Regions from separate parts of the Mus musculus genome. Here all the other regions are linked to region 5. Evidence: chromatin contacts called from public promoter capture Hi-C data. All regions are on one chromosome and are shown on one strand. Each heading gives the region's core, a stretch centred on a gene start, on an enhancer-like site or on the middle of the called end of the contact. The rest is flanking DNA. Distances are from core to core; before and after follow the strand shown. Region 1 has its middle 7.8 kb from the start of Gm2848. Region 2 holds the start of 1700048B10Rik (a long non-coding RNA gene). Region 3 holds the start of Diras2 (DIRAS family, GTP-binding RAS-like 2). Region 4 holds the start of Nxnl2 (nucleoredoxin-like 2). Region 5 holds the start of Sema4d (sema domain, immunoglobulin domain (Ig), transmembrane domain (TM) and short cytoplasmic domain, (semaphorin) 4D). Region 6 overlaps Syk (spleen tyrosine kinase).

Evidence for each region. Promoter capture Hi-C pulls out the DNA fragments that hold promoters and counts their contacts.
Region 1: a promoter capture Hi-C map of the HPC-7 cell line shows a contact between it and region 5. The contact joins the enhancer-like site here to the promoter of Sema4d in region 5. A contact is called at or near these places in 9 of 39 promoter capture datasets (3T3-L1-derived adipocytes, the C10 cell line, the HPC-7 cell line and 5 more), 7 of 115 datasets of contacts at active chromatin or transcription factors (bone marrow-derived dendritic cells, double positive thymocytes, embryonic stem cells and 2 more) and 1 of 9 other capture datasets (embryonic stem cells).
Region 2: a contact with region 5 is called in a promoter capture Hi-C map of liver, with 4 times the contacts expected there. The contact joins the promoter of 1700048B10Rik here to the promoter of Sema4d in region 5. A contact is called at or near these places in 5 of 39 promoter capture datasets (the 3T3-L1 cell line, liver and stem cell-derived epiblast-like cells).
Region 3: a promoter capture Hi-C map of neutrophils shows a contact between it and region 5, with 5 times the contacts expected there. The contact joins the promoter of Diras2 here to the promoter of Sema4d in region 5. A contact is called at or near these places in 9 of 39 promoter capture datasets (the 3T3-L1 cell line, cranial neural crest, embryonic stem cells and 5 more), 4 of 115 datasets of contacts at active chromatin or transcription factors (astrocytes, embryonic stem cells, forebrain and 1 more) and 1 of 9 other capture datasets (liver).
Region 4: a contact with region 5 is called in a promoter capture Hi-C map of pre-B cells, with 2.2 times the contacts expected there. The contact joins the promoter of Nxnl2 here to the promoter of Sema4d in region 5. A contact is called at or near these places in 3 of 39 promoter capture datasets (embryonic stem cells, liver and pre-B cells).
Region 6: a promoter capture Hi-C map of neutrophils shows a contact between it and region 5, with 5 times the contacts expected there. The contact joins the enhancer-like site here to the promoter of Sema4d in region 5. A contact is called at or near these places in 9 of 39 promoter capture datasets (the 3T3-L1 cell line, 3T3-L1-derived adipocytes, hippocampal neurons and 4 more), 1 of 484 Hi-C or Micro-C datasets (bone marrow-derived macrophages) and 7 of 115 datasets of contacts at active chromatin or transcription factors (T-cell acute lymphoblastic leukemia, double positive thymocytes, embryonic hindbrain and 4 more).

What each region holds. Positions count from the first base shown.
Region 1 is chr13:52,563,770-52,567,176 of GRCm38.p6, forward strand. No RefSeq gene overlaps it. Among named protein-coding and RNA genes, the nearest start is that of Gm2848, 7.8 kb to the right of the region's middle. Within about 2 kb of position 1,277, at least 56 of the 459 cell types and tissues checked have an H3K27ac peak or open chromatin away from gene starts, as enhancers often do. A contact at or near this core is called in the HPC-7 cell line, pre-B cells and pro-B cells, where this site is marked.
Region 2 is chr13:50,932,621-50,935,748 of GRCm38.p6, forward strand. It overlaps 1700048B10Rik (a long non-coding RNA gene), which reads right to left and starts at 1,532. Exons shown (of 5, transcript XR_382361.2): 1 at 1,389-1,532; 2 at 635-725.
Region 3 is chr13:52,529,284-52,532,613 of GRCm38.p6, forward strand. It overlaps Diras2 (DIRAS family, GTP-binding RAS-like 2), which reads right to left and starts at 1,553. Exons shown (of 2, transcript NM_001024474.2): 1 at 1,137-1,553.
Region 4 is chr13:51,169,584-51,172,548 of GRCm38.p6, forward strand. Nxnl2 (nucleoredoxin-like 2) reads left to right here and starts at 1,442. Exons shown (of 2, transcript NM_029173.4): 1 at 1,442-2,041. The coding sequence starts at 1,740.
Region 5 is chr13:51,792,031-51,795,031 of GRCm38.p6, forward strand. It overlaps Sema4d (sema domain, immunoglobulin domain (Ig), transmembrane domain (TM) and short cytoplasmic domain, (semaphorin) 4D), which reads right to left and starts at 1,648. Exons shown (of 16, transcript NM_013660.5): 1 at 1,467-1,648.
Region 6 is chr13:52,617,841-52,621,133 of GRCm38.p6, forward strand. It overlaps Syk (spleen tyrosine kinase), which reads left to right. Exons shown (of 14, transcript NM_011518.2): 4 at 2,961-3,099. Among named protein-coding and RNA genes, the nearest start is that of Syk, 23 kb to the left of the region's middle. Within about 2 kb of position 1,876, at least 28 of the 459 cell types and tissues checked have an H3K27ac peak or open chromatin away from gene starts, as enhancers often do. A contact at or near this core is called in bone marrow-derived macrophages and neutrophils, where this site is marked.

The DNA of each region.
Region 1 (3,407 bases), core at 27-2,526, 770 kb after region 5:
TAAAGGCCCATGGGAGCCAATATTAATCTGGCTCATGACCTGTAATAATCGAGCCATTGAAGTTCCAATCAGTCAACCTTGTAAAATGTCTAGCACAAGCATGGCCTTTTAAGAACTCCAGCTGATGGCGCCCACATTTACTTCATGACTCAGAGAGGGCGAGACAGCATCCCTCACAGAACTTGACAAAGGGCTGGTGGGTGAGGCTATAGAGGATAAGCAAGGTGCACAGCCAGCCAGGGTTGTCCTGTGATGCAGATGAAATCATATGAGGTTTGATGCCCAGTTCTGTGGGGTCAGATGTCAGCGCCTGCTACAACTGCATAAACTAGCTCTGGTCTGCATCCGCTGCTTACAAAGTCAGATTGGTCCAAAATCCTTTGTACAGAAGGACAGCCAACTCTTCAGAGTTAATCCTGCATCTCTAAATAACCAGCTAACAGCCAGCACAGGTGTGTCGGGAAAGGCATTTGGAGGGGCACTGTCTGAAACTCCTCCTGGGTGAAGCACACCCCCCACTCCAGGTGACTGATGGAGCTAAACCGGCCCTCACAAGATTTGCTCCTGTGACTGGTTGGGGAGAGAGCCACACCTGGAGCCCTGGAGCCCTGGAGCCCTGGAGCCCTGGAGCCCTGGAGCCCTGGAGCCCTGGAGCCCTGGAGCCCTGGAGCCCTGGAGCCCTGGAGCCCTGGAGCCCTGGAGCCCTGGAGCCCTGGAGCCCTGGAGCCCTGGAGCCCTGGAGCCCTGACTCCTAAAACCATTGTCTGGGCTGGGCTTCCCTTGAGGACATTCCTCTGCCAATCAAATCAGGTGCTAAAGACAGCTGGTATGAGCAGTTTTCATAGTCACGTGGGTGATGTACTTAAAAGTTCGGTTTTTTGTTTTGTTTTGTTTTAAGATCTTGAGAATCTCGTGTAGCCCAGACTGGCCTTGAACTCACCACGTAGCCAAGCATGACTTCAAGCTTCTGATCCATCTGCCTCCGCCTTCTGAGTGCTGAGGTTGCACAAATCATTTATGTGGTGCTGGGGATCGAACCCAGGACTCCAGGAGTTCTAGGCAGACACTCCACCAACTGTGAATCACTTTTGTTTTTTGTTTTTCATAAAATGTTTAAAGTATTGGCTGCTTAGAAGCCTTTGATAATAACTTGCTCACCAGAATGGAGAAGGTCTGCAGTGACTGTGGACACCAGACATCGCTGTGTATGGATGTGGCTTCAGGAAACCAGGTAAAGAAATGTTCGTTCAGTGACCTGAGCATAGAGGTCACATTCAAGCTAAAGAAGGAACTAACCCCAGACCAGCCAAAAATCCCTGCTTGTTCATTATGATAATCTGGCATTCACATCTGAATCCTAGCAACTATGGCTAGACATTTTTTCAAGGTTTTTGAAAACAACCTGTGACATGCACACGTTCTCCAAATGGGCAATTTCGGAGGCAGCAGCCCATACCGAATGCCTGGCAGAGGATGTCACCATGGTGTCATTTAGTCTCACAGTCAGTTCCCCAAAAGCAGAAGAACTTCCATTATGGGCGCATTAATAACTGCTATAAATAGAGCCCGGGAAGAATACAAAGCGGTTATCGTGTCTCGTCATGCGTGAAATGTAAGGACTCTGTTAAAGAGGACAAGGTCTCACTGGTGCCTTCATGTCTGAGCTGGCTCTCCTGGAATGGGATTGCATCCTTGCTGTGTGTTCTTAGCCTCCTTTTGGACAGGGAGCCCTTGTCCAGATGAGACTGGTTTTGCTAAAAGCTGGCAGCTGTTACCAGTTGCTCACTTAGAAGGAAGATGTCTGTCTGGCTGACAGTATAGTGCCCTCTGCTGGATTTCAAGTCAGGTCGGGCAAGGAAAACCTCTAGGAAACTTTCCCTTTCCCTCTCTTTATGTGTGTGTGTGTGTGTGCGCGCGCGCGCGCGTATGTGTGAGTGTGCGTGCATATTTGTACATGTGTATATGTATATGTGTGTATATGTGTATATATGTATGTGTGTACATACACACACACATACACAAACACTGTGCAGGTGCATGTGTGTACATGTGTGCACATGTTTGTGGGAGTCAGAGTACAACCTCCAATGTCATTCCTCAAATGCCTTCCACCTTTTTTTTGAAGGACGGTTGCTCTGTGGCCTGGAACTTTGCCAAGCAGTCTTGGTACTCCTGGAGTTCACCCATCTCCACCTCCACCTCCCTGGCTCTGGAATTACAATCGTGTGTGGCCATACATGGCTTTTGCCCAAGGATTGAAGTCAGGTACACACGCATGTGCAGCAAGCACTCTACACTGAGTGGTCTACTCAACCTAGGTCACTCATTTTTGATAAAGCTCGTGAGACCTATGAGGAGGTCTCCATGGGAGTCAAGTAGGACTGTTACGGTTGGAAAATATCTCACTCTCCACAGCCATAGCTGGGATATTTGAAGGTCAACTGAAGACAAAGATACAGTAGGAGCCCAGCAAGGTGCACAGAGCTCATTCTGAGGCCCTGGTGCCTGCAGTCCCAGTTGCACCTCTTCGCAGTAATGGAGACTCGGAACTTGAAAAAGAGAATGATGTAAGTGGTTGACACACTGTGTTAAGCCTCACCATTTCAACAAAGCTGCTCACCACCTGTACTCCAACTTCCTTTTGAAAGCCGCAAAACTTGAAAGCGTGCAGACCATGGGTATGGGACCCAAGGTCACTGCCTGCTCAGGGGTAGAGAAGAGACGAATCCATTCATTCTCCCCTGCGGGTCCTGATCTTGGAAGAGCTTCCCTAAGTCAGTGCGCATCACAAGGGAGCCTCAGCCAGGAACTGTGGCTGACTAACTCCAATCTCCTTACACCAGGAGATGCTGGCTAGCCCTAACTGTTCCCCCAGCAGAGCGGTTTATCATAAAGATGCCAGAAACCCAGTGTTAATCCCAGAGTTTTCAAAGTGGAAAAAAAAATTCAACATGAAACCAGCAGACCAGTAAGGGAGCAGAGGTCCCGGGAGAAGGGGTCATCAATGGGAAAGCATATTCCCAGAAGAGAAGTTCTTTCATTCATTCCATAGTCACTGGGCATTGCCACAGGCTAAGCATGACTTCTTCCCCACCCCACCCCACACCTGCCCCCTGTGCTGAAGAAGCAAGATGTGTGTGTGGCCGCTGGCCCCCGTCGGGCTGCCATGCCCTCCAGCACCTGTTGGGTGGCCCCATTGTCCTTTCCTGTGGTGCCTCACACTCCCGGAGCTGTGACCAAAGCCACAAAAAGGCAGTTTCATAAGAGCCCTCCGAGTGTGCAGGTCCTTCAATAAACAATTTGAAAGGTGAGAGGCTCACACTGAGAGCTTTAGTCACACACGTCCCATAGGTGCAGAAGGGGATGGATGGCTTGCGCTGCCCTGGCCCCAGTGGATGTCCCTCTGA
Region 2 (3,128 bases), core at 282-2,781, 860 kb before region 5:
GACCACCTGTAATGGGATCTGATGTCCTCTTCTGGTGTGTCTGAAGACAGCAACTGTGTACTAACTCACAACAAATCAATATATAGATCATAAAAAGGAAAAAAAGAACCATTAGAACATATCTAAGAATCTTTGAAACAGATATAGGAAACCTATCCTGCAACCAATTGTCAAACAGGGAGTAATGGACAAATTTCAAAATATATATAAAATGCTTGAATAGATCAATAACAAGCAATGAAGTTAAAATATTACCTGGAAAAACATCAACAAAACTCCAAGGCTTGACATATTCATAAATGAATTCTACCAGACTTTTAAAGAACACCAATGTTCCTAAGATAATTCCATAAACTAAAAGGGAAGGGACACTTTCCACTGTGTTCCAGAAAGCCAACATTACCCTGTAACCAAAACCAGACAAACAGAAAGCTCGCTGCTTCTGTGGATAGAGTTGCTTACCACCAGACCAGATGATCCAAGTTTTGTTCCTGGAGCCCACATGGTGGAATGAGAGAACTGGCCTCACAATTGGTCCTCTGTCCTTCCCATGTGTGCAGACATACACAAACAATTAAAATTACAGTAAACCAAACACTATTACCAATATTTTCATGTAAAAGAAGTGACAAACCTTAACGAGAGTCCGTGATACTTCATGATAAACAACACATTTATAAGCTCATGTTCATGAACATCAGTCCACTCAGGAATATAAGGTGAGTCTGAAATACACGAATCCATAAATAAAATCATGTGAAGAGTGTACGAGACGAAAAAGGACCTCGCCTTAAGAATAAAAAGTGTCAGCCAGGTGTGGTGGCATATGCCTTTAATCTTAGCACCTGAGAGGAAGAGGCAGGCATATTTTTGAGTTCAAGGCCAGCCTACAGAGTGAGCTCCAGGACAGACAAGGCTACACAGAGTAAACCCTGTCTCGAAAACAAACAAACAAACAAAAACAAAGAATGAAAAGTGTCATTTTCCAGAAAGTAGGTGGAACTAAGGAAAATGCTTCATGTGACAAGCCAAGTCTCTAAAGACAACTGTGGTATGTTCTCATTTCTATGCATAATGTGCCCGTTTTGGAGGAACCTGGACATAAAAGGGGGACATGAAAGAGGGCAAGGCTCTGCTTCCCTGTGATGGTCCACAGGGCTTGTGCTGGGCAGGAGCCTGCTTGTCTCAGCCACCCCGAACTGTCCAGGGAGTGCTGCACAGAGTCCTGGGACGTTCAGCATCTATATTCTGCAGCCCCAAGGCCTCCAATCGCCAGGCAGTGGGAAGAAAGGGTCAGTGCCTACAACACAACCAAAGTGGTTCTGACAAGATGAGAAGGCGGGTTAGGGAGTCACATCAGCAGCAAGACTAGAAAAACTAGGCTGTACCTGGGTGCTGGGGGAGTAGACAGGAGCAGCTCTCCTGAAATCATGCCTGAGCACACTGACTCTACCTCTGTAGCCCCGGAGTGAAAACTTAACCTCAGTTATAACAGGTCAGTTACCAACTGTCTCAGCACCTTCGCACCAACTGTAACTCCAGGTCAAGATCTAATTGGTCACATGTCCAGAACTTGGCCAATCAGACTGGGTAGTGAACCAGGACTCTCCTGATTGGTCATACTGAGGTCATGTGACTCGTGTACACATGAGAAGGTTCATGTCCCTACCACAAGCAGACAGCCTTATTACAGCAGGGTTAAGGAGAGAGGCTTTGCATGCTCTGTGCTTCCTTTCCAGGACTGTGCCAGCTAGGGTGCACCTCCCCATCCCATTGCCTCTGTCCACAGGAGAGCTCGCTTGCTATTGCACTTCCTTTCTCAGGTCCCAAAATACAGAGCTATTTCTGAAGGGCAGATTTTCGGTTTGCTCCCAGCTGCGGGTCCTCCCTGAGTACAAAAGCCTTCAGTTATGTATTCAGTCAGTGATCCTTCACCTTTCACTAGGGATCATCTACTGGGTCCAGAGGGCCACAAGACTGAAGGAATTCCTGTCTTCAAAAAACTCACAGTGGGCGGTGGTGGCTCATGCCTTTAATCCCAGCACCCGGGAGGCAGAGACAGGCAGATTTCTGGCCAGCCTGGTCTACAAAGTGAGTTCCAGGACAGCCAGGACTATATAGTGAAACCCTGTCTCGAAAACAAACAATCAAACAAACAAACAAAAAACTCACAGTATAAAAGTAAAAGTGAGACACTTTTAAGCAGTGTCTATGTCTACAAGTGTATACTGTCCTTTACCTCAGAGTAAGGCTCTTCCTTAATGCCTGCCCTGCCATGTGTGCTAATACCATTAACTAGTGAGCTCCAAAGGTGTATCGTAAAATAGTCATAGCTTGTCATACTTGGTTTTGCTCCCAAAATATTTTAAAATTAAAAGCTATTTTCTATTGCCTTTTCTGATCGTTCATTGCACTATTTTAGTGATGGATAATTTTAATCCAGAATTTTTTTTCTCAGATGTAGCAATTTCCCCAAATTTTTCATGACTTCTCCAGTACTTTTGGAAAATAGTTTCAATCTCTTGCTAACTAGCCCTCCTGGTTCCTGTGCACTTCCTGTGTTTCCTCCCAACCTTCAATTTTTGGTTTCTTCTAACTTAATGATTTCATATGTTTTTGAGAACTCCGTACAGGGGAACTATGTCCACTTCAGTCATGCTCCTGCCCCTCAGCTTCTCCCATTCCCCACCCAACTCATGATTTCTTTATTGTTGCACATTTATGTGGGTATAATAAGTACAGGGTCTGAGATTCAAGTTCTGGGACACAGCAAAGAGCAATAGTGTCAGCCCGTCTTCTCTGGGGAGACTCTTGAGCTCTGATTTATCACACCAAGGAAGATTTCTCAGATATTGGGATTGTTTTGTCATTATCAATCATAGTGGTACAACTCTATTTAAATTATGTATACACTTCAATACACAAATTGTGTGTGTGTGTGTGTGTGTGTGTGTGTGTGTGTGTGTGTGTGTGTGTTTTCAAGGATTAGTTTCATTTTCATGCCCCCCATCTCTCTGAAAGGTGAGTGTCATAGCTTGGGTTCTGTTACTGTGAAGAGACACCATGACCAAGGCATCTCTTACAAAGGACAACATTTAATTGGGGCTGGCTTGCAAGTTCAGGGTTCA
Region 3 (3,330 bases), core at 303-2,802, 740 kb after region 5:
TAGTTTGCAATTTTAGGCAACAACAATTTCTTTTTTTAAAGTATGATTCCCATACAAATTTGTTAAATTTATTCTAATTTTATTCCCTTTTCTCTACCACCCACTCCACCTCCTCGAACCCAAATGCCAGTGGGAAAGAACACATCTAGACTGATCTGAGATCTAAAATACTTCAGCTTTTTTGCTGTTACTTAGAAAATAGTCATTTAAAATAATATTTTATGGGTTTTTTTTTCTTTTAAGCAAATCACAAAACTTCTGCTAGTATAAACTAGTATGCACGGGGGCCCGATTAAAAGCTAACAAGAACCAAAATGTGAAATGAATTCCTAAACAAGGCTGGCTGGGCACGGATTCCTCCACCCAAGTTATACTGTGTTCCACCTTTGAAGGCATGGAACAACCGAGATGTGTGGTGTCCAGTTCCAAAGATCCCCCAACCCCAAAGAATATGAACTGGGACATGGAATCGCAAAGCAGGGTGGGGAAGTCCAACCCTTGGGCAGCCAGCTGTCATTGTCCTCTGATGGAGACCCACGTTCTTCTGCCTGGACTAGATGCTGAGACTTGCCTGAGCTCCCACCGGGAGAAGAAGGGGAGTCCCGTGGATATCCCAAGCCTGGTCTTTAAAATAGGAAATGAGACATTGGGGCGGGTCCCTTTCCAGAGCGTTAAGTCTAGAGGTTGGGATCCAAACATCAGGAATCCCCTAGCCATTTCTTCTTGGCTCTGAATGTTTCTTTCTCTAGCTGTACCTCTTTAGGAGACTTTTCCTAAATCGATGGAATCTTCCGCATTCATTAGAATACCTGCAGTCAAAGAATTTCCCCAACCGCAACTCCTGTTAGGACGGGATCCCTAATCTTGGGTAAGACCCTGAGGTTTTGCCCCTTCAAAGCAATGTTAGGTGTTCAGTCTAACGTTCTCCCAACTGAGCTATGGCTTCGTCCTCGCCCTCCCCTCCTGGAAGGATGCAGGATGAGGCTGGCTGGTCCCCCTCTCCAAGTCCTGGGATACATACTGATCTTCAGCCCCAGAGAGTAATCCTGCTCCTCTGGCTCCCAGGACTGGCCAAAAGCGCCGGGCACCCGCGAGCTGTATCCAGCTCCAGCCGAGAGCCGTGGTGGCTTGCTTACCTGGGGAGAGCCGGCTCAGAGCCGCAGGTCTCCAGGCGCAGCTCCGGGACCCGCTGCGCGCAGCGCGATGCGGTGGCTGCTGAGGCGGAGTGCGCGCTGCTCCCGCCTGATGACGCTGTCAGCTGCCCTGCGCCCCGCACCGCCCTGTGCACCGCACCCCCAGTGCAATGTCCAGAGCCCTGCACCTCCAGTGCAACGCCCAATGCAACGTCCTGCCCCCTGTGCTGCCCCTCTCTGTCTGCCCCTCTCTGCCTTATGCACCCGCCCGAGCTCTCTGCACAGCCTTACAACCTCCAGCACCGCTCCCTGCACCGCCCGCACGCGCGCCTGGCCCTGTGCAGTCCTCCCACGCGGTGCTCTCTGGCTCTAGCCTCCCGGCCTCCGGCTCCACCCTCCTCAAGCTCCTGCAAGCACAGTGGTTGCTCGTTGCGGTGGCCTGCTTTTCACCGGGAGCCTTCAGCTGCCCTCTACCGAAAGCTTCTGGAATAGATGACAAGAGACTAGAATTTTCTGAAAATTAAATGAATCAAAAATCATTCCGTTGAAAGGACAGTGGATTCCTGTGTTTAAAACTATGCTCCTACCCTAGTGTACTTAATCACTGCTTACCACGCAATAAGACTTGGTCACTGGGCAAGGTTTCTGTTCCTGTAGCTGTGACAAAAACAAGCTAAGGAAAACTGGGTTTGCTCTGGCTCATAGTTCAGAGTAAAAAAGCAAAGCAGGAAAAAAAAAATCTTGAAATGGCTGATCACATCGCATCGGTAATCAGAACTTAGACGACTGTGGAAGCACGCTGCTACCGAGATCAATTTGTATAGTCCAGGATCCTGTACCCAGGAATGGTCTAGCCCACAGTCAAGACCGGCCTTTGCACAACACTTAAGTAATCAAGATAATCTCTCCTCCCACAAGCCTGAGGCCCGTCTCCAGGTGACTCTAGATTCTGTCAAGTCGACAATAGTAGTCACATGTGCTAAATCACAAGACAGCCTGTCACTTAGAGGTGCCAAGAAATTCCCTGCCTGAAAGGCAACCATACTACAAGAATTCAAGCGTTTTAACAGGACAGGGCTCTGACATCACCTCTTTGGGTAAGCTTGGGGGACCACGCTGCTCAGCAGCTTTTCATGACCATTTCAAAGAATTAACAGAGAGAGAGAGAGAGAGAGAGAGAGAGAGAGAGAGAGAGAGAGAGAGAGAGAGAGAGAGAGAGAGAGAGAGAGAATATGCTGTACTGACATTTTGTAAGCGCTGGACAGGAACATCTACCTATATCATACTTGCACTCTATGGCTGGAGGAAACTCTTTTTTTCTTTTTTTATCCTTATCTTTGTCCTTTGGTGATGTGGTAAAAGAATTACAAAATGGGGCCTGTATCTTCTAAATTAGGCTTAGCTTACAGATTCTGTAAGCTATAATATAGTCACTTTTCTGTTTGGGTAAGTTCTGGAGTCCTGTAATTTCAGAGGATATAATCCTTTGAAGTTGGTTTGCAAAGCAAATCTCTGCCCTGCTATTCACAGGAAACATGTTTGTTTGTTTGTTTGTTTGTTTTGAAATCTTACCTAAGATATGCTTTCACTATTTACAGTTAAGATAACATCTTTGTTCCTTAGTTCAGCTTGACTCTGGCCTTAGTGCTATGGCTACTAAAATAAGAAGGGAGTAGACCATTTTTAACAAGGCCATTTGAGAGTGGCCTTCACAAATGTAGCCCTACTTTGAATATGCCTGTGAGCAGGAAGTCCACATGTCCACAGTCTCTCCATTATGAAGGTCTGTGTATGACTGTGGAGATGACTCAGTTGCTACAGGACTTGGGGAGCACACACAAGAATCCGAGCTTGATCCCATGCATGCAAAAAAAAAAAAAAAAATTAACATTTTGACATTCTTGTAATCCCAGAGTTGTAGAGCCAGAGACAGTATTAGGGGACAGCTCGCTCCATTTTTTTTCTTCCTTTTCCTAGTTAAACATAATGTTAGAACTTGATTTATTTGTATACTGTTCCCTAACTGTGTGTTTTTCTCTAATCATGTCCTAACATGAAGGCCACCTTGTCTTTTTTTTTTTTAAACTTGTTCTTCCTCTATAACTTTGTGATATATTCATCATAAATTGTTTCATGATATGTTCCAAGAATTGACTGACTCTGTCTTTTTCTAAACCTATTTTAATAAGGATTCTCC
Region 4 (2,965 bases), core at 192-2,691, 620 kb before region 5:
AGCTGACACTTGGCAGGTGCATAGGGGAAAACCACTCTTTAGCAGTTGATATGGGGATAGAAAAGTGACTACCGGTGAATGTGACAGGGTCGAGGGATTTAGTCCACCCCCACAGGGGAAAGGCAGGCGTAGCTCACTTACTGGAGATGAACAGGTCCTTGGAGGAATACACATGAGATAGAGGAGGCTCAGGCAGTTTGTCTGGGAATTGTGAAAGTCTCTGTCGATGGCAGTTCAGTTCTCTCGGCAAACCTGCCTTGAGGGCACAACGGGGAAGCACAGAGAAACCTCTCCTCGGTTTGCTGTTTTCAGAGTGCTTAGAACTCCAAACAACCAGCGCACCAAAGTGGCATGATCTGGGATCCTATATGCTGGTTTCCGTCACCGCCTCTAAGTTTCAATAATTTCCTACAACCTTTTTGCAATATGTTTTATTTATTCTTACTTTATGTGTATGAATGCGTTGCCCGCATTGTACCATATGTGTGCCTGGTGCCCTTAGAAGCCAGAAGAGGGTGTGTGATCCCTTAGAACTGGAGTTTCAGAAGTTTTGTAAGCCACCTTGAGGGTGCTGACAAAAGAACACGCGTCCTCGGCAAGAGCCACCAGCCAGCGCTCTTAATGACTCAGCCATCTTTCCAGATCCTACTCTTTAATTTTTAAAATACTGCTCTTGAGGGTTAGTTATCTAGATCCCTAAGGTTTTGGGTGTGCCGGTACACGCTGACCCACAAGAGTGCCTCCTCCAGCTTGGCAGGGAGCTGAAACTTTCTTACTGTAAAAACTTCTGGACCGTCACAGCGCCTGCGTATCTTTAGCACTCTGGCTCTCCTCCGTCAACGTTGAGATCTGCCCTCAATTTTCTTCCAGAACTCCAGGATATGGGCGGTGGAGGTATACATCCGGAACACAAGAGCCCAGGCTCCCCATAGCCTGCCTATTTCGATTAGAGGTAGAAGAACCCTTTAGCTTCCTCAACCCTTTTCAGAGGCCCTAAGCAGACACAACAGCTTCGGGGGTGGGGGGTGGGGGTGGGGGCTCCAGGCTCAATGAGGGAATGCTTTTCTGGATTGGGAGGGCGGATTGGAGATGGCCAGCTGGAGCCAGGAAAGCTGTAAGGCTTATCTAGGGCTGGAAGATTCTCCAAGGGAGGGTGAGGGGCGTGGCGTGGATGGAGGAGTAGGGGCAGTGGGCGGGGCAGAACCCTGGTGAGTCTAGGCTCTTTTGGGTGAGGTGGGGAGGGGCTGGTGGGCGGAACAGAACTCCGGTCCGCAGAACAGAGCAGGAGTGGATTAGGTGGTGTGGAACTGGGCCCGTGGGGTGGGATGGGGGCGTGGACCCGAACAAGCCTCGGATGTCCGGACTAGTTGTGGGTGAGCGAGACAGGATGCCGGTGGGCGGGGCGCAGGTGGAGCGGGGCAGGGCTCTGGTGGATGTTAAGGACTCTGGTGGGTAGAGAGGGTTTGCAAGGCAGGATAAAATAGAGGGTGGGAGAGGTTGATGGCGTGGCTCTGCTTTTTGGTGCGGGGCACCCAGCTGTCATCGCTGCTGTCGCAGCTTCTGGAGTGGCCACTGTGCTCTCTCCTCCCTTCGGCTCAAGGTGAGCTGTTCCAGCAGAAGGCGGGGCTGAGAGGCGCCTAGTGCTGCGGGAGGCTCAGTGTCATCTTCCAGCTAACAGGTGGCCGTGCAGCCCAGGGCTCGTCTCTCCACTGTGTCCTCTTCACGCCGAGCTCGTGGCGATGGTGGACGTGCTGGGCGGGCGGCGCCTGGTGACCCGGGAGGGCACGGTGGTGGAGGCCGAGGTGGCGCTGCAGAACAAGGTGGTAGCTTTGTACTTTGCGGCGGGCCGGTGCTCGCCCAGCCGCGACTTCACGCCGCTGCTCTGCGACTTCTACACGGAGCTGGTGAGCGAGGCGCGGCGGCCCGCTCCCTTCGAGGTGGTTTTCGTGTCGGCAGACGGCAGTGCGGAGGAGATGTTGGACTTCATGCGCGAGCTGCACGGCTCCTGGCTGGCATTGCCCTTCCACGACCCCTACCGGCAGTGAGTGGGGACCCAGGGGTCATGGGGCTGGCGCTCTGGCTCCCCCAGGACTGCACCTGTACCGTGCTATTGTTTCAGAGCCCTTAACTTTCTATCTGGCCTTTTTTGCTGTTCAGATCTCAATGTGGGCCAATTCCCCCGAATCTTGGTTTCAGCATCCACGGGGCTCCGGTCTGCCAGCGTTTTCTGCCTTTTACGATTGGAGTGTCAGGAATTCACATGTCTCAGGAGCCCCAGGACTGGTACTGATGCTGGCTGGCATCCCTTAGCTAGGCTCCTTGATCAGTGGGCAGAAGGAAGGGTGGGAAGCCACCCTCCTGACGCTGTGGATCCCCGCCTTATCCACAGAGCTGAGTTGGGGGGAGCGGATGTACCCCGGGAGAAGTGGGGAGGGCCTCATAGCGCTCATAGCGGGAAGAGCTAGGTCAAATATTAGCTAGCCATCTCTGCGACTTATTTTTACCTACAGCAATGGAGTTCCCTAACTACAGATGTTAGAGCAGGCAGGGCTTGAGAGTTTCAGGAGAAGAAGCAATAAAGGGTGAGAGGTGGGTATGGAAGAGTCCAGATGGAGATCTCATAACACACGTCCCCCAGACCTGCCCGCTTCTAGGACAGATGTCAGTTCCTGGGTATCCTTTAACTCTGGGTCCTGGCTTTGTTATCCAAGTTGCGATGCTACCGGTGAATCCTTTCTGGAAAACGAAGCAAAGCCAACTTTGAGATGTCCCATGGATTCATAATAACTAGAAGCCCCCTTATTCTCTCTCTGTGTGTATGTGTCCGTGTGTGCACGTTCACAAGTGTGCACTTGTGCATGCATGTCAGTAGACAACCTCTGCTATTATTTCGCAGATGTCACCACCTTGCTTTTTTGAGACAGGGCCTTGCACTCTCCTGTAATTCACTTAGCTGGCTAGGCTA
Region 5 (3,001 bases), core at 398-2,897:
CAACTGGTATAGGCAACGTGTGTCTGTTTCTTTGGTTTACTTGCTGTGTGGACCAGCCAGACCTAACTGAGTCTTATGGTCAGGAAAGACAAGCTTTGCCCACACCAACATCCCTGCTCACTATTCTATCCATTCCGCTTCTCAACAGATGATCGCTCTGACGTGATGCACACAGACAGCAACGGTCAAAATGACAATCAGGCCATTATAGTCGCTACCGGGATCTACCCCCACCTCTGCCCAAGACTGCCTGCTTCTGGGACACTGTAAACATTCCCAAATAACCCTGCCTGCCTGGGCAGACAAGAGACAAGTCAGACGCCAGGGGCACATATGAAGTGACAGACCGCTGGTGTCACTTCACCCTCCTGGGAAGGAAACTTCCGTTTGGTAGCGCCTGGTAGACCCACAGCTGGGTCAGATGGCTGGCTACAGGCCCCCAGTCCAGTGAGAGGTTGGGCCACCCACGGGCCTGGGCTGTGCTCCACACAGTGAGGGTTTTCAAAACAAAAGCAGGACAAGTTCATGTGGCAAATGACCCAGTATGTAGGGGCAGGCCTTCACCACATGCTTCATTGAAAGCCAAAACTCCACATTCACCCACAGAGAGACTAAACAGAAAACATATAGAGGGCAGCTACGTGCTCAGCGCTGTTTTGTTTTTTGGCTGATTTTTTTCCCCAAGCCATAACTGGCTGAGCCCCAACAGAACCAGCCCCCTGCAAATCATCGGGCGCCAGCAACAGGTGCAGCTCGAGCTAAAGCTGGTGGTGGTTCCGGGCGGTTCTAGAATAACGCAGCCCGAATCTTCCAGGAAGCCACCGCCTTGCAGTGCCCACTGCCCGGCGGTGGCAACCTCACCGCGGCCGCACCTGTCTGAGTGCACCGCGCCACATCCGGTGCACCCGAGCCAAGGCCTGGGAGACCGAAATAGAAGCTGGTTAGGCCGGGGCTGGGAGCCCGGCTACGGGCACCGGGCCTGACCTGGGAGGCACCGATCAAGGAGTCAGCACCCGGGGGTCCCAGCGTGCAGGGCCTGGCTGGTCAAGTCGCATCCGCTGCCTGTCCCGTGTCCCTGCTCCAGCCACCTGCCTGCCAGGGCCTGGCGGGAGCTAGGGAAGGGACGCCGGAGAGAGATCCGGGCTGGGGTGGAACTGCAGAGAGGGTCTGGAAAACGCGGTGGAAATGTAGAGGGGGGTGAGGAATCCGGATGGGACTCAGAGGGGACCCAAAGGATCCTGATGCGAACGCAGAGGGAGTCCGGGGGCATCCAGGTGGGAATGCAGACTAGGTCCTAGCGGTGTGGGAGAACCTGGGGAAGAAGCTCGGAGAGGGATCCTGGGAGCCCCGAGGGGGTCGCAGGAGAGGCTCCAACAGGGTTCCTAGGTTTACCGCGGGGGCTCGCCGCGCTCCGCGCACCTGCCCAACCCCGCGCGCGCTCCTCCCGCGCCGGCCCAGTCGCTTACCTGGAGCGCGCGTCCGACCCGCGGAGGCTCTCGGCGGGGGCTGGCCAGGCCAGCTCCGCGCCAAGAATGGCGGCGGCGTTGGTGGCAGCGACGACAGAGGCGAACGGCGCCAGGAGCTTGAGTCGGGGAGGCCGGGAGACGCGCGGAGATGCTGCGGCGCGAGAGGGAGCGGAGGCCGGCGTGGGGAAGGAGGGCGCGGGGCTAGCGTGCAGGCCCCACCCCCTCTCCCTCCCTTCCCGCCTCCTCCCCTCCCCCTCCCGTCTCTTCCCTCCCTTCGCCCCTCCCCCTTCCTCCTAGTCCCTCCTCTCACCCCAACCTCTCTCCCTTCTTCCTTGCCCTCCCGCGCCCCGCCCCTGTCTTCACCTACCCCAGTCTTTTTCTCCTGCTCCCCTCTTGTTTCCTTTCTCCCTCCCTTCCTTTCCTTCCCCATTTACCTTCCACCACCTCTTCCTCTTTTCATCCAACTCCCTCGTCCTCTTCCCCCGTGTCCCCCCCCCCCCGTCCCCCATCCCCCAAAGCCCCATGGTCCAGACCCCAGGGGCTCTTTCCTACCCAAGTCTGGTCTCTTGAAAACAGAGGAGATTACCAGCAAAAGGAGCCTTTTGATCCTTTCAGCCTCCTAATGATCCAGCCTGCTCGTCCAGGTCCCCAAAGTCTCCTGTGCCCCATGCTCTGGGGTCACCAGCGTTGACCCCAGAGATGCTGGGCTCTTACCTTTATGATCTAGGATAGACCCTTTGGGGTTCTCAATGCAAGGTGTGGGTGGTTCTTCCCATGGACCAAGGCTTCCTGTATGCAGCTCCCGATGAGATACATTTCTAACTAATTCTGGGCCTTCCGAAGTTGGTTGGTACAAAGGGTAGACATAGCCAGGTCCTTAACATGCTTTCTGAGGTTGGTGCTCCAGAACCTATGATTAAAAAAAAACCCAGACAGTGGTGCTTTGTTGTAATCCCAGTGTTGAGGCAGAGACTATTGGTGGAACCCTGGATGGAGTTCACTGGCCAGCCAGCCTGCCTTACTTAATCCGAAGTCAGACTCAGATTTCAGTAAGGGACCCTGTCTCCTAAAACTAAGTGGACAACACCTGGGTTGACCTCATGGCATATTGCATGGGTACACACACACAGACACACACACACACTGCAGCCACAGGGCATGTCCTTTTCTGCCCTTGAAGGGAGAAGTGACCCTCAGTTCACACAGTAACTGGCCAGGTGGGAAGTGCTGCCCAGAGACACAGTCCCTCCCTAAAAGGAAACCCAGTTCCTTAATGAACCTGCCGGAAGAACCAAGAAATAGATCAAGACCAGTCTCTAGGCAGACTGGTGGCTTCCTGAATTCCAGAAGGCCCTTAGGGGCTTCCAGCAGGGATGAGGCTGTTGGGAAGGCAGGCAGCTGACAGCAGTTAAACTGAGCAAGCCCTTCCTAAAGGATAGAAGGTCCTAGAAAGAACCAGGAAGCTTCTTCAGGTTAGGTGTGCCAGTCAGTGCTGGCTCAGAGAGCACAATAGGCCTACTAGAGGTCAAAACAGT
Region 6 (3,293 bases), core at 626-3,125, 830 kb after region 5:
GTGAAGCCCTGGCTGTCCTGGAACTCACTCTGTAGACCAGGCTGGCCTTGAACTCAGAGATCCGCCTGCCTCTGCCTCCCGAGTGCTGGGATCAAAGGCGTGCGCCACCACTGCTTGGCTTGTTTGTTTGCTTTAATAGGGATTCTAAAGGTTGAACTCAGATCATCCTGGTTGCAAGACAAGCACTTTTCCTACTGCACCCTCTCCACAGTGCAGGGAGAGATGATTGTGGAAGATGTTTCAGAAGACGCATGGGTAGAGAACACAAGTTTGGCATGCCTCAGATCTGGTTTGCTTTAGGGACCGATCTTGCTTTCAGGATCTGCACAGACAACACCCAGTGTTGCTACTTCAAGGTGTTGGCAGGCACAGCGTTTCTGTACCAAATGTCACTTATTCCAGGATCCCTGTCTCCTGTTTTCCTAGCCTTCTTGGAAAGGCTACTGTGCATTCTTAGCTCTGAGCAATGATCATTTTCCCACCTATTATTCCCCTCTCTCTTCACCTCTCTTTCCTTCCCCTCCTCTTCCCCCGCCCATCTTCCATCCTCTCTCCTCCTGCCCATTCAGACATTTTCCCTCCCCTTTCAACTCTGACCCCATCACAGATGCCCCTGGACGATAGCCACAGAGACTGAGTGGTACTCAGGCTGGAGTGAACCTGCTGTCCTGCTCTCTCTGTATCAGATGCAGACCGCATCCCTAGAGTTTTACACACCGAAGCCTTCAGTATCTCATTATCTCCCAGGCCCTCCACTCACTGCCTGGTCTCACCACCACCCACACATTCTTTTACCCTGGAGGGCACACAAAGGTAGAGAAGAGGGTTAAGCCCTTCCAGCAAAAGTCACACCCTCCTCTCTCACATCTATGAGGGGCAAGTTCAAGGTCTGTCTGCCGAGCATGCACGTACATACACATACACATTTCCTCCTACTACTTACCGAACTTCCCTCTCCTTACCGCTCCTCTTACCCTCCCCCTTACCCTCCCTCTCCTCCTCCTCTCTCTCTCCCCTTACCTTCCCACTTCCCCTTCTTCCCCCTCCTTTCTTTCTCTCTCTCTCTCTCTCTCTCTCTCTCTCTCTCTCTCTCTCTCTCTCTCTCTCTCTCTGTATTCTATGCCTACTTATGTGTGTTGATGTGCATGCCCATGCATGCAAATGCAGATGCCCAAGGAAGATTTCCAGAATCTTCCTCTATCACTTCCCACTTATTCTTCTGAAACAGGGTCTCTCTCTGAGCAGAGGCTCACTGCCTCAGCTGGGCTGGTCAGCCTGGGAGCTCATAGCATTTGTCTCTCTCCAACCTCCGTCGCTGGGCTTACAGGCACATGTGAAGATGTCCAGCCTGATTTACCGCAAGTGTTCTCACCCACTGAACCATATCCCAGCCCCTTACACGTGTGTGTGTGTGTGTGTGTGTGTGTGTTTTCACACATTGTCCTTTCTGCAAGCCAGCACACATTGTGAATGGTTTCCCTAGAAAACAGGCTCAACCCTTTATTCATATATGGTGTTTTATTGTGTGACTGGGCGTTACCCAATGACCAACCAGGCTTTTATCAGCCACATAGTCATCCCAAAGGAGTTGGCACCTCAGGGTGCTCGTGACTGACTGTAGGAGGGAGGAGGTGTTTCCACAGTGGTGAAATTTCAAAACACAAATCTACGATGGCGGAGAAGGGTCTTTCACCCTTCACCAGCTTCTCTGAGCTTCAAGCAGGGGCCTGGAGGGAGCCCTGGCCACTCTGCCAGGCAAGCGCCATTTCAAAAGAAATCATTCGTAAAGTTGCAACCTCCTCCTACTTTGAGGAGATGGGTATGGCAGGAGAAAGGGAAGTGAGGTCACTTCCGGTCCCAAGGCCCAGCTCAGCCTGGACTGTGGCTGTGGCCTTGATGTTGTGTGCTTGGAGAAAGCTGTACAAACCACCCCAGTTTACAGACACCCTTCTCCAGGCTGCTGGGACTTGATTGAGCTCTTCCCAAGTCCAGTGCATTTATGCTGGATGCTCTGAAAATTCATCTTCCTTCCTTTAGCAAATGCAGAGGCCACAGAGGCCTCAGGGACTCCCAGACCGCAGATGTCCCACGGACTCGCCCTTCCCCAGATCTCATGATTAGAACGCATGAGTTGCTGGAAAGGCGGCGAATAGCATGGCCTCAGAGGAATGAGGCTCTGAACTGGGAGAGTCACACCTCCTATTGCCATGCCAGCCAGATCTCACCTTCTCCGGGGCCTTCCTAAGTACTGATTCCTCCTATGATGTCAGGACTGCCTTGTGCCTGTGTCTCGAGGTTCAAGGGTGCACCTGTATGTTGTCACTCGCCATGGGGGCCTGAAGTCCTACATGTAGCTCCTGGTACCAGTGGAACAATGAAGTCTCATTCACCTACAGACGCCTCAGGCCTTGGGCTGTCTCTGTTGGCTCATGCCACGTGGCTATCATTCCCGTCTCAGGTGGGGGATGCTACCTGCTAATGTCAAACAATGTCTTAAACCCGGCCTTGGCACTGAAGAGAAAGGGAAGAAGACCATAGGAGTAGAAGAGTTCATAACCTCCTTTGTGTGCTCCAGAAAGTTCTGTTAACAAGCTCATTAGACTCCTCACCTGTCCTTCACCTGAGTCTAGGGGCTTCACAGACACCCCAAAGCCTGTGCCTGTGGCCCTGAGCCACACCCCCCCAAGCTCTTTCACTGATCTCCAAAGCGCCATGGCCCTGCTGGATCTTTGCCATAGTCCATCTCCAACCCTTGGCGTTTCCCTCTGGCTAACTCGCTGGCTCTGGTACAGAGCCCTCCTGTCATCTCGAGGTCTGGGTGCTGCGTGCCCACCACCTGCCCATTTGCTGGTGCTGGAGAGCACCTGCTGCCCACCAGGGCCACCAACTGTAGTGACGGTACTGCTTCCTAGGTCAAAAGGTCGCAGTAGGGGTAATATGGTGTGTGCTCTCTCTCGCAGGATCAGGGCCAGAGACAACAGCGGCTCCTATGCTCTGTGCCTGCTGCACGAAGGGAAAGTATTGCACTACCGCATTGACAGGGACAAGACCGGGAAGCTCTCCATTCCTGAGGGGAAGAAGTTTGACACCCTCTGGCAGGTATGTCTCTGTCTCTCTGTCTCTCTCTCTCTGGACTCACTTCTGTGTGTCTCTGTATCTCTCTCTCTTTGTCTGTCTGCCTCTCTCTCTGTCTCTCTAGACTCTTTCTTTCTCTGGACTCTCTTCTCTGTCTCTCCCTGTCTGTCTCTGTCTCTCTCTGTCTCTCCCTCCCTCCTGGAGGGCACAATGCAGAC